Regions from separate parts of the Mus musculus genome. Here region 1 is linked to region 2. The links are chromatin contacts, called in public HiChIP or PLAC-seq maps. All regions are on one chromosome and are shown on one strand. The core of a region is the stretch at or near the end of the contact, and the rest is flanking DNA. Distances in the headings are between cores, read along the strand shown. Region 1 has its middle 19 kb from the start of Gatb. Region 2 has its middle 22 kb from the start of Gm31210.

The links. HiChIP or PLAC-seq counts read pairs in DNA pulled down with a chosen protein or histone mark.
Region 1: an H3K27ac HiChIP or PLAC-seq map of heart atrium shows a contact between it and region 2, with 9 read pairs. The contact joins two enhancer-like sites. A contact is called at or near these places in 11 of 484 Hi-C or Micro-C datasets (the HL-1 cell line, cerebral cortex, cortical neurons and 5 more) and 3 of 115 datasets of contacts at active chromatin or transcription factors (cardiomyocytes, heart atrium and neural progenitor cells).

The regions. Positions count from the first base shown.
Region 1 is chr3:85,552,187-85,558,295 of GRCm38.p6, reverse strand. It overlaps Gm3740. Among named protein-coding and RNA genes, the nearest start is that of Gatb, 19 kb to the left of the region's middle. Within about 2 kb of position 4,600, at least 32 of the 459 cell types and tissues checked have an H3K27ac peak or open chromatin away from gene starts, as enhancers often do. A contact at or near this core is called in heart atrium, where this site is marked.
Region 2 is chr3:85,360,880-85,366,675 of GRCm38.p6, reverse strand. No RefSeq gene overlaps it. Among named protein-coding and RNA genes, the nearest start is that of Gm31210, 22 kb to the right of the region's middle. Within about 2 kb of position 3,550, at least 15 of the 459 cell types and tissues checked have an H3K27ac peak or open chromatin away from gene starts, as enhancers often do. A contact at or near this core is called in heart atrium, where this site is marked.

The sequences.
Region 1 (6,109 bases), core at 3,351-5,850, 190 kb before region 2:
CACCAACCATGAATTAACTTTTGTTGCTACTTCATAACTGTAATTTTGCTACTATTATGAGTCACAGTATAAATCTGAGATGCATGAGATCTGATTTGTGACCCTGTGAAAGGGTTGAGCAGTGCTGTTCTAGAGGCAAGAAGGTCCACCTCTTGGCTGCCTTCCTCCTCACACAACAGCAACATTTCTTTGTAAATAATGTCTACTTATTTTACTACAGGAAATGAAGATTCTTTTTTTTTTTTTACTACTTGTGTTTGCCTATATGCTCTCTCCTCCCCACTTTTCTTCCAACATAATTATGCCATAATTTTACTCAATCAATATTTAATGCTTATATTATTATGCGCATGTTACTATTATTCCAAGTCGATCTGTGTAGTGTATTGTAGCTATGTACGACTTACATTTCCTTAAAAAACATTTAAATCTTCTACCTACTCCTCTTCTTTGACCTTGAGCTTCTAATATCTCTGCCTCCAACTCTCAAAAGCTAGGATAACAGGCACATACCACCATGTTCAGATTGTATTTATGATAAAATTTTATTGAATTATTTTTGTGTTTGCTTACAGGTCGTAGGTCTAAGCTTTTAAATATTATTTATTATTATTTTGTATGTGCATGATTGGGGGTGGGGGTGTGCTATAACCCATTTAGAGGTCAGAGGGCAGGGTGGTGGAACCTCACCGTGGGTTCCAGGAACTCGACTTGGGTGGTTAAGCCCCTTCTACAGAACTTAACTCTGAATAGTGTTGTTGTTTTTATTTTCTTTTAACAACATTTCAGGCAGTGATGATGCTAAACATGTAAGCTCAGCCCTCTGTGTTTAACTGTAATCTTCTATTGTCTTTTCAGGTTCTCCATTACGGACTCTCCACCCATCATATTTTCTTCAGCGTGTTTACAGAAAGATGAAACAAAGACAAGTAGATGAGAGCAGAGCACGGCCAGGTGCAGGGCCAGGAGCAGGGCCAGGTGAAGGCCCCTTGGGCACATTTACCCTCTGCTTATTGTAAGGTTCATTTATTTCAGAAGTCAGGGACAATAATGCCCACTTTCTGTAGTTGAAATTTGTTGCAATAAACAGATGAGGGTATGTAAATGAACACTACTGGAAAGATACATGGCAGCATATGAGTGTGAAAATTAAAATTCTCAGAAAGCAATGGGCTGGAGAGATGGCTCAGCAGTTAAGAACACTGGCTGCTCTTCCAGAGGTCCTGAGTTCAATTCCCAGCAACCACATGGTGGCTCATAACTGTCTATAATGAGATCTGGTGCCCTCTTCTGGCCTGCAGGCAGAACACTGTATAATCAATAAGTAAATCTTTAAAAAAAATTCTCAGGGACAGAGACCCTCCTGATGAATGCTTAATTTGAACTCCTTGTTTTTGCTTTTGATCAAAGGAAACAAAATAAGGCAAGAATCAGGTGAGATTAAGAGAAACAGTGGAAAGGAAGCAGCTCTAGGCAGTGGGGTGGAGCCAAAGGCTTCAGGCAGTGTGATGGCTGACAGGCAGGATTTGTACCCTGATACTGAGACCTACTGGGTGTCTTAGTCAGGGTTTCTATTCCTGTACAAACATCATGACCAAGAAGCAAGTTGAGGAGGAAAGGGTTTATTCAGCTTACACTTCCACATTGCTGTTCATCACCAAAGGAAGTCAGGACTGGAACTCAAGCAGGTCAGGAAGCAGGAGCTGATGCAGAGGCCGTGGAGGGATGTTCTTTACTGGCATGCTTCCTCTGCCTTACTCACCTTGCTTTCTTATAGAACCCAAGACTACCCACCCCAGGGATGGCACCACCCACAACGGGCCCTCCCCACGCCCCTTGATCACTAATTGAGAAAATGCCTTACAGCTGGATCTCATGGAGCCATTTCCTCACCTGAAGCTCCCTTCTCTGTGATAACTCCAGCTTGTGTTAAGTTGACTCACAAAACCAGCCAGTACACTGGGCCATCTATAAATGTCCTTGTCTGCAATGGGGAAAGTAATATCTATTATCAGTGTTTCTATAAGAAATAGACTTATTGGTCTAGGGAAATGAGTCAATAGGTAAAAATGCTTACTTAGACATACAAACCTGAGATCAAACTGAGAGCACTCAGGAGAAAGCCAGATGTGATGACGCAGGCCTGTGATCCCAGCACTGCGGAGGGAGAGGCAGACAGATCCCTGGGATTACAGACAGCCAATCCAGCCAAATCAGTGAACTCCAGGTTCAGTGAGAGGCTCTACCTCCAAAAAAAAAAAAAAAAAAAAAAAAAAAAGGTGAATAATTGAGGAAGACACAATGCTGACCTTTCACTCCACCTGCACACAGATGAACACACACACACACTCCACAAGTCTAAAAATAAAAGATACTTACAGGGATAAAAATAAGTTTTGTCGCACAGTCAGCATTCAACAGATGGTAGTAATGATGAGTGGTTAGGGCTTGTGTCTCCAGAGCTGCCTGTCTAGGTTCTACCTCATGCTATCATTTATGAGCCATGTGATTCAAAAGCAAATCACTCAAACCCTCTGGGCTTGTCTCTTCTGTAAGATGCTATAGTAACAGTAGCCACCTTAGAGGACAGTTATGAATTCTAAATATGTCACCCAATAGAGAAATGTGTAGAATTGAGCCCTGGTGCATCAGCACTGCTCAATAAACATCAGTTTATTGTTATTAGCTATAAGACAACAAGGCAGCTATTCCAATCATGCATCAAGTTTTCATTTGGGGTACAAATAAAGCTGCAATCTAATCTTTGTCCTCTGTGTCTGTTTGGACGTCTATAACAAAGTATCTTAGACTAGGTAGTTTATAAACAAGATAACTATTATTCATAGCTCTAGAACCTTGGAAGTCCAGGACTATGGTACCAGTAGATCTAGTGACTGGAGAGGGGCAGTTTCTCACCAATGGTGCCTTCTATGACTTCTCAAAATATAGAAAGGCAGGTGAGTTCCCCAGGCCTCTTTAATACAGGGAATGACCACCTTTAAGTGATCAGAATTCTCATGACCTCTAGTAATCTCTCCTAACTGCTCATAATCTCTTAGCAGAGATTAGACTTCATTTTATTTAGGGTAAGGGAACACAGATAATGAAACCATAGCATGTATTCAATAGGTTTGTGCATAATAACAACACAGATTATCTTTCCTGATAACAGGTGGCTCATTAGCTAAAAGACCTCCAGTCCCAAGACCATAGGTGTTATGAAGGGGGAACCTTTGGTGGCCCATGCTGAGATGTGCCCCTGAGCAACAGACCTGGTGTAAAAGAGGTCTATAGGAGGAGGGGGAGGGGAGAGGACCTGGGGAAGGGATAGAGGCAGGCAAGTGAGAATATAGACAGGCAGATAGACGGGAACAGAGCCATGAGGACAGAGAAAGGGGACAGAGAGAGGGGCACACCCTAAGAACAAGAGAGGGAACACCAAGGACACACAGAGAGATAGAGTGGCAGCACACACCTGTCACACCTGGCAGTGGCCTCAGGTCATGGTGCTTAAGCTAGGTTCCTGAGGTCAGGCCAATGGAATCACCTATATGCTGCTAACAATAGATCTTTAAGCCAGGAGTAACGGGGCATTTGAAGACATTCTGTGCTTTGGTAGCTAGTTTTATGTCAACCTATCACAAGTAAAAGTCATCAGAGAGGGAGGAACCTAAGCTAAGAAAATGCATCTATAAGATTGGGCTGTAGGCAACCTTTAGAGCATTGTCTTAGTGATGGTGGAGTGCCCAGCCCAGCCCATTGTGAGTGGTGCCATCCCTCTGCTGGTGGTCCTGGGTACTAACTTCTGTCTTAATGTTCTATTTCTGTGAAGAGAAAGCATGAACGAGGCAACTCATAAAAGAATACACTTAATTGGGAACTTGCTTACAGGTTCAGAGAGGTAAACCCTCATCATCATGGTGAATGTGATGGCAGGCAGAGAGGCATGTGTTGGAGAAATAGCTGTGAGTGTACATCCTAACCTGGCAGTGGGGGTGGGAGGAGAGAAAAGCCTATGGGAGGGCATTCTCATTCAAACCACCACAGACTCAGAAACCATCACCTTACCACTAGCTGTAAAAATGAGTATGTACAACAGATATTGAACTTTGAAGTCACCCTGTCTTCAAACCAGGTACCTACTCCCACCCAATACCCAGAGTTATCTAGAGGCACCTGCTAAGCGTCTCAGCAGCCCGAACTCTACCCCATCTTAGGATCAGCACGCAGCTGCTGTACCTCAGGACTGGCAGCTTTAGATCCTAGCATGGTTCCCAGAGACTGAGAGGGCAGCAGTGCCCACACACTCTGTGACTAATTTTTGAAAGAATAACCTACTAATCAGCGTGGGAGGGAGCAGAACAGCGAATGTGCCTGTCTTCATATGGTATCACACATCATGTAATACAAATGTACTATCTAATTCAGCATGGTTTCTTCCCTCCCACACTCTCCCTGCGATGGCTTAGTGTTTATTTCTCTTCTGAGAACTTCTCAAAGGTGTGGACTAATTTTCACCACTGGCTATATGTGGATTGGATAGATGAACACACTCATCCATTCAACGCGTATTTGCTGAGTCATAAGCATCACTGTGGAGTTGTAGGAGAGCTTGAGACAGACGTGCCCTGTGATCCCACGGGGCTCCCTGTTTAGGAATGAGACAACAGACAGCTTCCAATAAGAAGCTGAATAAGGAGATCCCAGAGAGCAAGTGTGATAAACCCTCAGGAGCCTACTGAGGCAAATGTCTGTGGCACTTCCCTGTAAGGACAAAGCAGTGTGTCCTGTGTCCCCGAGTTTCATCTCTGTGCAGAAGGTCCCTACAGAGGAAAGGAGGGATCCAGACTGACCTGAAATGACCCAGTCCTCCCCCAACGCTCGAGCAGCAGCATGGCTTAACTGCATTAGTGTGTCCTGCCATTGTCTGGAGGTGACAAGACGTGGCCTCTCTAACCGATGGGTTTACAGGAGTATCCCAGCCAGTCTCTGCCCTGTGACTGTAAGTTTAAAGATACGAATCTCAGATTGTTTGAAGTTAAAAAAAAATCTCCATTCTTCTATTCCCTTTCTTTTCTTTCACTTTCTACACTAAGTAAGAAAGTGCCTCTTCCAGAAATGACCTGTATGAGCCCATCTTTCCCTGTAAGGAGAAAAATGAAAGCTGCCACTGCCTGAGTCCTGACAGTGGAAAGCCTGTTGTATTTGTAAAACATATGTATATGCAGGGAAATTATTTTTTTAAAAAGAATATATAATAAATGTATTTTGACTGCTTTATGTGCCTAAGTAATAAAAGAAAAACAAACTTAATTGATCTAAACCAAATGTGCCCCTTGATGCATGTAGAAACTCCCATGGAGATAATGGAAGGTTGTGTTTGGATTTCAGCATCATGTGTGTTATCCAAAGGCAGAGACTGGTATTTAGTACACGTGAATGTGTTCTGCATCCATATATTAGGTTTTTGTGTATGCCTGTGATTTCTGTATTTCTACTGATAGCCTGGGATGGAGAGGAGTGTTGAGAGCTGAGCTGACTGGCAGAAGCCATGTGAGTAGAGTAGAGGGCTAGGAGCATTTGTGCTCTCATTTCTCCTTGGTAAAAGGTCTCCGTGAGTATGCTTGGAAAAACATTTTAGGAATTTCCATGGTGGTGATAACTTCTAGTTCTCTGTGATTGTACCATGTGGGGCTGAAAAGGGGCAAATAGCAAATGCCCTTTGCTTCTCTGCTTAGCTTTGTTTATGAGCCTTGTTCTGTAGACATATGAGCTAAAGTAGGAGCAGAAATAATGAAGGTATGATAATAACTTTCTCACCAATATGATCAAATGCCTGGCTCAAAGGAGGAAGGCTTTACCTTGGTGTAAAGTGCCCCAGTCCTCTATGATGGGAAGGGCACAGCAAAGCAGAAATGCTTGGAGTGTAGAGTGTGGGGTGTTATATTTATATCATGAGAGATAAGAAGTAAGAGAGAGTGGATGGGATCAGGGACTTTCAAAGTAATGCCCCTGCCTAGTGACCTGCGTCTTCCAGGTAGGGCCTACCTCCTTAAGTTTACATCATCTCTCTAAAATAATGTCATCGGGTATAAGCCACGCATTCAGC
Region 2 (5,796 bases), core at 2,301-4,800:
CACTATTAGAATATTTATCAAAACAAATAATTTACTGTCTCAGTAACAAGGTTAAAAGATATTTTTGCTTATCAATTTGATAATTTTTAATTGTTTTGTTTTAATGCATTTTCTGGAATGTAGTACTCAGCATTTATGTTGTGCATGAACTTTTGTGGTTGTATTGAAATATGATTTCCCACTTCTTAAAAATGTTAGAACTGAACTAAGGTGGGCGAGCATTCTTGAGTAAGGCACAAAGACCATTCACAGGGTTCAAAGGTCAACTAGGAAGATAGCCGTGCAAGATGAAAAGAACAGGAGTAGAGTCAAAGAAGGATGTGGGGCATGAGGGACACAAGGTGACAGGAACTTGCAGTGTGGACTATCTTCAGGTCATAGAAAGGGATGTGGGTGAGGTCAGTGTTTCTATAGTGACAAAACCAATTCAATAATAATAGCAGCCCAATGATTACACAGTCTGTGAAGGGAACACTGAAGAGGGTGCTGAGGTCTTGAAGGGCCACTGATTCTCCTGTGTGCGATGGATGTGTTTGATGGTGAAACAAACAGAACCCGTGTGAAGAGTCGTGTTTCTGGGGCTTGGGAGATGGCTCGTGGTTAAGAACACTCACTGCCCTTGTGAAGGACCTGGATTCTGCTCCCAGCATCCAGATGATAGCTCACAACCATTTGAATTTCAGTTCTAGAGCTTCGGACATCCTCTTCTGGCCTCTGAGTGCACAAAACAAACACATGGTGCACATATATGCAGGTATGAACAAAATACTCATACACATAAAATAAACAAATATTTTTTAAAAGTTAAAACAACAGCAAAAGGATCAGGTTTCCACTGGGGCAAAAGGGCTAAACCAAATGAAATTGCCAGAGGTCATTGCCAGGCCTTCAGCTTAGCTAGCCAGGGACACCCACTGGTGTGTGAGCCACAGTTCTCTTGTTAGGTATGGAATTCACAGTTCTCTGATGGAGACAGACTTGTGGCCAAACTCTAGGCAGGCCATCCCCAGCACTCCAGGGGAGGTGGGTGTGGTCCTCAGCTTTTCAAGATTATTCTGCCAGGTTTGTCTGAAGGTGTTTGTTAAAGAGCTATCAAATGTAACCTTACTATGAAATTCAGATTACAGAGAACATTGTAATAGTTCCTTCTGGAATGAAAGATGAAATGTACTAACTGAGTCCTGCAGATGAGAGAGCTAAATGATCTTTGAAAGAGAGATAGAAAAAACAACCCCACCAAAGAAACCAAACAAAAACAAAACAAAACAAATTCTTGTTACTTAATGTAATAAAGATACTTGCATCATTTTGGGAAAATTGGAAAAGTACCAGAAAAGAAGTCAAAATAACAGCAGTAACAAAAAAAATATTTTTTTTTGATGAAGAATTAAAAATCTCTGCTCCTTGGTATCTAACCCCAATCCTAAATTAAGCACAGTGCTTACACTTGGGGGAAAATATAGAACAGTTCTCCTTGAAAAGAATTCTTGGCAGCATACACCACCAGGGTGATTGGCTATGGCGACTCCAGCGTGTTTGTTTATTTGTGTCTAAAATCTTTAGTGCCTTGCAAGTGGGCCCTGTTGCCCACACTTCCAGTTTCGATTGACAGCCCTGAGAGTTGCTCCATTCACAGCCATCAAAGACATATTCCTTCAAGCTTAGCATAATCCTTTTTGAAGGGCTGCAACAGCCAGTGTTATACTTGAGGAAGAATTTTCAGCCGTGGAGGAAGGAGATCAAAGGGGTTTTCTGTGATTGTTTTTCTTTTTTGGATAAAAATTCATTTGACAAGAAAATTAAATTGACCAGAATGTAATAGCCTCCTCTCTTTCTTACTCATTTAGTCAACCAGTCAGTGAAGGCCAACTGAAGGCATTCTGTGCCAGGCTCAGTGCTGGCTAAGGAGTGATGAAAGCCTGGTTTCAACCCTCAGGGACTTCAAAATCTAACTAGATGCACCTACCTATGAGAGTCTAGTGACATGTGCACTGATACTAAAGACGTCATATGGAGCTGGTCTTGGCCATTTCCCCAAATGCAGATTTTTCCCTTGTCCTGCAAGGTCTCTGCTGCCATCATCTTACTGGGGATGAATTTCCTCTAAAGCCAGGGAGATGACCTTCTCCTGCCCCTCCTGCCTCATTCCACCACTCTGCCCCACATCAGTCTGCTATGTAGGCCTCGGGTTCTGTAGAACTCGGGTTCTGGCTTTGGATTTGATTTAGCCAGTTCAGGGTGGTAGGAGGCAAATGAGAGGCGGGACAGTGGGTTTGTGGTGGTGTGTGTGCCCCCTCTTCCTGTCTCATCACTTGTGACCATTTGACTAAAGAATGCTCCCCCACTTCTCCCCCCACCCCCCGTAGGCTTATGTATGCTTGAATGCTTGGTCCTCAGCTAGTGGAACTGTTTGGGAAGAATCAAAGGGCGTGGCCTTGTTGGAGAAGGTGTGTATTGTTGGAGGAGTAGGTCACTGAGTCAGTGGGGTGGGCTTTGTGGTTTTAAAAGCCCAGATTGGACCCAGTTTCTCTCTGTGTCTCTCTGTCTGTCTGTCTGTCTGTCTGTCTGTCTCTCTCTCTGCTGCTGCTGATCAGGACATAGCTCTCAGCTAATGCTCCAATGCCATGCCTACCTGCTGCTACCATGCTTCGTGTCTTGATGGTCATGGACTCATCCTCTGAAACTGGAAGCAAGTCCCCAGTTGAATGCTTTCTTTTTTATAAGTTTCCTTAATGGTGACGTTTCACTGCGGCAATAGTGACCCTAAGACATCACCCTAGGAAAACAGCAGTGGGAACTGACTTCCACACAATATCCTCTCTGCCCCAGGAGGCATAGCAGCTCACTGGTGTTTGTCAGGTCACTTCACTGTCTCCTTCAGTTTCCTAAATACAACTTGCACTTTGTGGGATTTTTGTTTGTTTGTTTTGCTTCATTGATTTCCGTGGGGCTGGAGATGGAACCCGGGGCTTTGTGCATGCTAGGTAAGCACCCTCAGCCCAGGCCTTTGTGAATGGCCCCACTACGACACACTCACCCAGCTTGATGGGCTACTTACCTCATGTCTTCCTCACACAAAGGGGCAAAGGCCTTCTTCATTAAAGGAAGCAACACAGGATCCATTTTTGACTAGTTCTGAGGCCAAAAATGATGGAACACCCAGGAAGCCTTGAAGTAAATCTTCTTGCTTATTGTGGCAGTTCAGCAGGTCACAGATTTTAAAGCCCTCCTGTCTGGTTTATTTTACCAACTGGGAAACTATTTCCTTGCCGCTTCTATCTCAGGGCCCAGTTCCCAGCATCCACCCAGCCCTGTCCACACAGGCCGGAACAGTGGCCTCCCATCTTTTGTTTTGTCTGGGATGGGTTCCTGCCACAGGCTGGGCCATCAAGCATGAGGGACTGTGTCTCACTGGTTTCTAACAGGACTAAGCCTTGTGTCTGTTCCCCAACTGAGGTGCACATGTCCGCTCTCTCTGCAGCTGAAACCCTGTAAGCCATCTCGCACTCAGGAATTCTGAAGCACATGATTAGCTGTCCTTAGCAGGGTTCAGTGGCTGAGATCTAGCTACTGCCACAGGCTACCAGAGCCAACTGCTGGTGCTCTTGGAACAGTGCCTAGATACAGTCTCTGCTTTGCGTTTAGTATAGATCGTGTGTTGTGACCAGTGTATAAGCAGACAGGCCGCATGGGCTAACGCCAGCTCACGAAGTAGAGTTGCTGCATGTATAGACTGTCCTCAGGGCTGCTCCAGGTACTCTCTCAGGAGGCTGGGTCCATATTACATTCAGAAAGTAGAAACGAATGGATGAGTTAGACTGTTGATAACAAGAGGAGAGAGTGTAGCAGCTATCAAGCCTTAGCTTCAACTCTGTGCGTTCTTCTCTTCTTTACCTTTGAATACATACCTACCACACTCCTCCCCATTTAAAGACTGTGTTCCTTCCCTCGATGAACACCGTGCTGGTTAGTTGTTTTGTTCTGTTTCATTTTAATCAACATGACATAAGTCAGGGTTTATCTGGGAAGAGGGACTCTCCATTGAGAAAATGTCACCATCAGATTGACCCCCTAGGCAAGCCTGCTGGGCATTTTCTTGATTAATGACTGATGTGGGAAGGCAGCGGTCCCTCTGGGTAAGTGGTCCTATGGTGTATGAGAAAACAGGCTGAGCAACTCACGGGAAACAAGTCAGTAAGCAGCCCTCCTCCATGGGCCAGCCTGGACTGGAACCATAGGCTGACACAAACCCTCCCCTCCCCACACTGCTTTTGGTCAGGGTTTTATCACAGAAATAGAATGCCAACTAGGACAAACACAGAAAGCATTTACGTTTTCACTAATGACATCCAAGGACCCGGATCTACTACAATTTTAAAGTTAACATTTACTTCTAAAGACCATAGATCTAAAACCATCCAAACTCACTTCCAGGTCTCACGGTTTGGATTGTGAGACACATTCAGCGTTTTGACCATCCCTGTATAATGAGGATATTTCTATCGTCGCATGAACTATGCGAACTGACCCTGATGTACTGAGAGGGAATTAACAAATTCTCTTGAACAAAATCGCTGATTCCACAGCATTAGTGACAATTTGCTGTCCAATTAGCAGATGCTAAAGTTTTATCGAATGAATCACTTGGGAAAGTTTTGTGTACTGTCGGGGTGGTATAAAATGGATCTTAAATGTTTCCCACAGGCCTGTGTGATGACAGCTCCGTCTCTGGTCCATGGTACTATTGGGAAGGGCTGGAACCTTGAGCCTACTGGGAGAACTTGGGTCATTGGAGGGTAGTCCCTTGAAAGGACTGCAGGACTGTCTTCCCTGCATCTCACTTGCTTCTTTGCAGCCATGACATAAGCAACTTGATTAAAACATAAGCTCTTGCCATGATATCCTGCCTTGTCATGGACCCTAAATGGGGCCAAGTACATACATATATGAAACCTCTCAATCATGATTTATAATAATCCCTTTATGCTTCCGTTATTTATCTCACTGTTTGTTACAGTAACAAAAAGCCAAGCAACCCATGGGTATGCTTTTCTCTCTCATTCTGTATTTACTAGTTTTCCCATTTATTTATTTATTTATTTATTCGCGTTACATACAGATCTTAGCCCTGCCTCTCCTCCCAGACCCCCATGACCTCCTCCCCCATGTTACTTTATTTTTAAAGTTGAAGACAAAAGGTAAGTATATGAAGGACTGCGGAGATGGATCAGTTGGTAAAGCACTCTCCATGCAAGCACAGGACCTGAGTTTGGTCCTCAGCATCCATGTAAAAGCCAAGTGTGGCTGTGGGAATCTGCAATCCCAGCAAGATAGAAGTGGAGACCCGAGGCTTCCTGGGGCTTTCTGGCCAGCCCTTCTGAATCAGTGAGCTCCAGGTTTAAGAAAGACTCTGTCTCCAAGGGGGGGGGGGCATTTGTGGGAGATGCCCAACATTGACCTATAGCCTCCACATGCACCTGTACTCTGTACCTACATTCTAACACACACACACACACACACACACACACACACACATACACACACACAGGGCTGCCTGTCCATCAGTTCCGAAGTTGAGTATGTAACAATGCTAGATAGTAGTCTGAAGAGTTCACAGGCTATTAAAAACATTAACATGGTGTTACAGCATTCCCCTGGGATAGAAATAATTGCCTTATAAGTGGGAAACTGTCCTCAGAGTGAACATGTCAGAAGTGTCCAACTGGAAGCAAGAAGAGACAGAGAGAGAAACACGACTCCTGATTTGGATTGCACTACTTTAATCGCTAAGCTGCA